2 separate regions of the Hordeum vulgare genome follow, and region 1 is linked to region 2. Evidence: chromatin contacts called from public Hi-C data. All regions are on one chromosome and are shown on one strand. The core of a region is the stretch at or near the end of the contact, and the rest is flanking DNA. Distances in the headings are between cores, read along the strand shown. Region 1 has its middle 19 kb from the start of LOC123411855. Region 2 holds the start of LOC123411276 (NADH dehydrogenase [ubiquinone] 1 beta subcomplex subunit 9).

Region 1 (2,843 bases), core at 53-2,552, 400 kb before region 2:
AAGGAAAGGCGTAAACCCGGATCGAAAACGGTCTGATTGCCGCGCTTTTCGCCATCACGAATTATGGGCCAAGGATCGGTGGAGTGAAGGGTTGTCGTTGCTGAGAGCAAAGCTTGGCTTAGCCAGCCAATCAGGCATGATGGTTGCGCTGTCTGCCAGTTGATGGAGTAGCACAGTGGCACTTGGCGGAAACTGATGGATGGCTGAGGGCTCGGAGCTTTTGCTTTCCCAGCTGCAATTATTCTGAAAGGCAAAAATGGATGGATGGATGGATGGCCAGGTCTCATTCCATGCTTAGTCTTTCTCATTATGAGCTCGATCGCTCCTTCTGTCGTGTTATCTGACCGCAACCTTTCTGCGATCTTCCAAATTAAGCCCGAGGATATTCTTTTTCAAGCACGTGGACGTCGGTTTCTAGCACAGAAACACAGCTAGGAGGCTCGTCGCTAGTGAATTTTGCATCTTCAACCTTACTCCATCCATTCTTAAAGTAGATGACACCGTTCTAAAATAGAACAAATTCTGATTTTGCGTAGTTCAATTATGCGGCTTTTAACCAATAGTTTTTGTATGAATATATGTAAGTAAAAAAGTTAAAGTACCCTAGTTTGTTTGTGAGAGTATTTTTCATGTTTGATCTAATATGGTACCATCGAAGGTGAAAAGTTGTCTCTTCTCATCAGACTCGTTTTTTATTTTCTGAGATCTTCTTGGCCATAGTTATCAGCAAGCCAAACAACACCATACTTTCGGACACCATTTATAATACACTCTCTCTTTGTATCTAAAACGTCTTATAGTACTCCATCTGTCTCGAAATAAATGACTCGATTTTATATTAAATTTAATATGAAGTTAACATAAAGTTAAGTCACTTATTTTAAGGCGGATGAAGTATTAGTTTATAGAGGTAGTATCAAAGAAAAAACTATCTTGGTCTCTGTATTGCTGAACTTTCTGTCCTGATAAATTTAGCAAAGGAACGAGGTGCGAGTTGACAACTGAACCTTCTAACAACCGTAGTTAATTGACCATCTTCCGTTGTTACTTACCGTACACAGCTCCAAGGTCTCTATCCGGGACAGAATGTACCCTTTTTCCCCTGTGTTAATTAACCGTACGTCTTCCTTGTGCTGGACGTTTGACCAGCTAATAACAGAGCACAGCTGCAGCCACCGGCAAAAACCTGAGCCGCTGCTTTGTTTCTTTTTCCCGCTTAACTTTTGCTGAATTATTGGGACCAAAGCAAAGCAAAGCGATCGCGAGTGAGTGACCCCAGACCATACTTGATGATGGTTCTTGGTGTGCTTGTTGCCCTCTACTGTCGCACGGTCCAGGATTCTGCTTGTCCTTCCCTCGTACGTACCCTGCTTTAATAATTCATTCAGTGAGGCCAGCCCGGCCGACAAATATCCTATCTAAAATGTAGCATGATCATCAAGATTTCCACGAGTCAATTCACATAAAATAGTAGTACTGCCACCATCGTAGCAGCACAGATTTTCCATAGGACTATTTTTCTGTCTGGCCGACACGAGTTAATAAGGTTTTCACGAGTCAATTCACATAAAATAGCAGTGCTACCATTGTGTAGTACCAGTAGCATAGATATCTATAGAACTGTTTTCTGCCGGGCCGACACTGTTAGAAATCAGGGTTTGTGGTCTATCCCCTATTCCTCTGCGCTTATCCGTGGTGCCGCTCACAATCGCTTGTTTGAGGCTAGGGGGTAGGGACCTTCTTATACTGCGTTTTTAAAGAGTCCACCTCTTTTACAGTTATAAGATTCCTAGTCTTTAAACTAGTTTCCGGATAGAGTCCAGATCAAACTACCAACTACGATATAATTTGTCTGTTAGCGGATCCTATCCGTCGAGTCCCCGAAGCACGCGCTTGTGAGCAACGCGTCATAACAGAGTATAAATTCCTCTAATTATGTAGATCAACATTAGGGTCGTAATCTAATTACCCGGGTAGTCTTTCCAATATATAAAATATATTGTATTCCATTGATAATTGACCAGCTTCCTTAAGCATGCAATACTCAAGTACATTCCAGCAAGAATAATTCCATGCACATAACACATGTATAATTCCATATGAGGTATTTCGAATATTAACGACAATAAGTATTTGAATATAGTTGAAGGACACATAATCCCAACATCTCCCACTTGTCCGAAACAATCATTCAAAATATTCGTAAACCCATAGCCTTAACATGCTTACCAAATACCACCTGACTAAGAGACTTAGTCAAGGGATCAGCAACCATATCAGTACTAGGTATAAATTCTAAAGAAACTGATTTAAGTCTATTAACTATATCACGTATATAGTGATACCTTCCCTCAATATGTTTGATCTTGCTGTGGAACTTGGGACATCTGGAAACCTTTATCGCAGCCTGATTATGACAATACACGACCACTGGTTTGCTAGCACTATCAACAATCTTCAAAGTCAAAAAAAATTCCTTCAACCACACTGCCTCTTTCACAGCTTCTGATGCAGCAATATACTCGGCCTCCATGGAAGACAAAGCCACTGAATCTTGTTTCTTACTACACCAAGATATAGCACCACCAACCAATGTAAATAGATACCCAGATGTAGACTTCCGGTCGTCTAGATCACCCTGCCAATCAGCATCAGTATAGCCCTGCAGCTGTAGATCCTTTTGGTTAAAACAGAGTGAATAATCCAGTGTTGCTTGAACATAACGAAGAGCATGTTTAATTTGATTCCAATGCCCAATTCCTGGATTCGTTTGATATCTACTCAACAGTCCAACCGTATAGCACAAATCAGGGCGTGTGAATAACATGGCATACATTAAAGAT
Region 2 (2,943 bases), core at 172-2,671:
GTGTGTTTTCCTTTCGGCCTTTTTCTGAGTTTCTAATTTTTGTTCTTTCTTCATTTTTTATTTTACTTATTACTTGATAGTTTTTATTTTAACTTTAACTTTCTTTTTCTTCTCTTTTCTCCTTTTCATTAATGTTCAAACTCACAAATATTTTCAGTGTATCATTTTTTAATGAATTTTTGAACATTTATGACAAATCTGATAACATTTTTCTTAACTCATGCACATATTTAAATTTCTCCACATTTTTTTACAAATTCATGAACATTTGTTGAAATTGCAAGAAAACACTGTAACCCGTGAGTATTTTTTGAATCATTGATTGTTTGAAATTTCTGATATTTATAAAAAATCACGAACATTTTTTCGTTTGGAATTTTTTTCTATATTTTTTAAATTTGGGTGTTTTTTTGAAATCCATGACAATTGTTTTAATTCATGAATATATTTTAATGAGTGAAATTTTTTTGAATTGATGAATATTTTTCGTACGGACAATTTTTTTTTCTGTATATTTTTTAAATTTACGAACATTTGTTCAAATGCATTTACAGTGTTCATATGGGCCCATGTATGCGAAATTCTGAGGAGGGGGGAGGGGTGGAGAAAGAATTCATTTTTTCGAGACAAAAGGGAGAAATAAATGGGAGCTCCTATGCAGAACTGCAGGCGCCCGTTAACGATCCGGCACCTAAAGCGCCGCTGGCCTGGGCTGGCCCATTGGAGTGCTGCCCAGTTTTTATTTTTTATTTTTTGTTACGAAATTAAAAATATGAAATCAGAAAAGGTTTACAGATTTACAGAAATAAGGTTCATCCATTTGAAAAAAAGGTCATATCTTTGAAAAAGGTCCATCAATTTTGAAAAAAGTACATCAATTTTAAAAAAAGTTCATTGAAAATGAAAAAATATCGTCAATTTAGGAAAAGTTAATTAGATATTTAAAAAGTTCAATAAATTTGTAAAATGTTCATAAGAATTCAACGAAAGTTCATGTATTTATAAAGAAGTTCGTTGAACTGAAAAAAGTTCATAAATCTTAAAGAAAATCATCCATTTTCAAGAATATGTTCATACAAATTAAAAAATTCATCAGTATTCAAACAATTTCATCAATCTTAAAAATATTCGCTGAAATTAAAAAATGTTCATCAATATTCATATAAATTCATACAATTTTCAAAAAAAGAATCAAACGACGCCTATATGGGCCGGCCCATTCACAAGGCCACAGGCGCCAGTTAACAAAAATGCAAGTTAACTGATGCCTGTGGTGCTAAATAGGAAATGCCGAAATAATTAGTTGGATAGATTTGTAAAACGTTTGTCCGTTGGTGTAGGATTATTGCGTTTAACTCAGTCCTGAGAGGCCGAACTAAAGCCCATGAAGCCCGTGCCGGGGTAGTCGCCCACCCACCGAAGCACTTGGGCTTCCCGATCGGGTCCCTTCCTCCTCCGCTCACCATCCGAATCCACCAACGCAGAGGAGTGGAGAGAGAAACTCCGGAGAAGAAGAAGGAGCGGCTGCGGCGGCGAGGTCGATGTCGACGACGGCGGGGTACCTGGCGCGGCGCGCGGGGCAGAAGGAGCGGGTGCGGCTTCTCTACCGCCGCGCGCTCAAGGACACCCTCAACTGGGCCGTCCACCGCCACCTCTTCTACCAGGATGTGAGCGCCCCTCTCCCCCACCATCCCCCGATCTCCCCGCCCCTTCGCGGATCTGACCCCGTGTTCCCCCCCCCCCCCCCCCCCCCCCGTGCAGGCGTCCGAGCTCAGGGACAAGTTCGAGGCCAACAGAAATGTGGTAAGACTGGCGATTCGCGTCTCCCCCCTTTCTCTACGATTCGCATCTGACGCCGATCCCCGTGGTGTTCTGATGGATTTCCTGTGTGTGTGTGTGTCGCAGGAGAACCTGGACGTGATCGATAGGCTCATCGAGGATGCGGAGGCACAGCAGAGGAACTTCCAGCACCCGGATCCTTACATTGGTAAGCCTTGAAATGGTTTCGCCCTTCGTTCCTGCTGTTGGTGCCTCTGTTTGTGGACGCGATGCTGCGATGTAAATCATGTAGCGTGATACGTGCAGTTGTCTCGGTAGGCTGTTGAACATTAAGTATCCGATCATTCAGTCGGGAATGTTTTTTTAACACTCAGGACCGATGAATTTCTATTGTTTACTGAAGCTGCGAGCTCATGCCTGCATTTTTTTAGTGATTGATTGCTTGCAGACATGTTTTGTCATCACGTAGTTCATCACATTATCATGTTCTTCCATTTTGCTGGTTTGTAAAACTACTTATTAGCTTTCATTTATAGAGGAGTGTCCTCCTCTCTTAAGAAATAATTCAGGTTATCTTAGGGTGCCAATATTTGTTTGAGGCGTGAGCTGTGTTGTTTAGTCTCAACTAACCACTGTAGTGAGTAGTGACATGATCTTCATATCTTAGTCAGTGTTAACCTTCACTGCAAACGTAACATTCTCAAGCCAGAGATGTACAGACTTTTTACATATTCATTTCAGGGGAATGCTAATCTGATTCAGGCCAAATTTTATTTACCATCAGTTTGTTCTTGAGAATAGAGGCTGCTTCAGCTTTATGATACACATTCTGTTCTGCAGAATAGCATTTTTTAGAAAAATAAATAAATAATGTTGTGCATACTTTTGATTCATAATCGATAGTTAATGTGCTTAGGCTTTAGATTAAAGTGAGAAACTGTCACATTTTCAGATGGGTTATTGTCGATACTGTAACATCTTAAGATCATATAACCTGTAACAAACTACTCATGTGCATCCTACATATGCTTTCCTTTGATGCAAATCGCTCTCTTACCTTATGTTACCTGTTCAACGAATGTGATTTGTGGTTTTAATATGCTGTGATTCTTCTGATCAATGGTTTTTGGAATGTATCTATCTCTGCAGTTCCATGGGCTCCTG

The links. A called contact is a pair of places that touch in the nucleus more often than the background predicts.
Region 1: a Hi-C map of seedling shows a contact between it and region 2, with 6 times the contacts expected there. The contact joins the enhancer-like site here to the promoter of LOC123411276 in region 2. A contact is called at or near these places in 4 of 6 Hi-C or Micro-C datasets (leaf and seedling) and 1 of 1 datasets of contacts at active chromatin or transcription factors (embryo).

The regions. Positions count from the first base shown.
Region 1 is chr7H:536,713,795-536,716,637 of MorexV3_pseudomolecules_assembly, reverse strand. No RefSeq gene overlaps it. Among protein-coding and RNA genes, the nearest start is that of LOC123411855, 19 kb to the right of the region's middle. Within about 2 kb of position 1,302, at least 3 of the 3 cell types and tissues checked have open chromatin away from gene starts, as enhancers often do. A contact at or near this core is called in leaf and seedling, where this site is marked.
Region 2 is chr7H:536,311,051-536,313,993 of MorexV3_pseudomolecules_assembly, reverse strand. LOC123411276 (NADH dehydrogenase [ubiquinone] 1 beta subcomplex subunit 9) reads left to right here and starts at 1,421. Exons shown (of 5, transcript XM_045104208.1): 1 at 1,421-1,667; 2 at 1,762-1,803; 3 at 1,906-1,987; 4 at 2,929-2,943. The coding sequence starts at 1,542.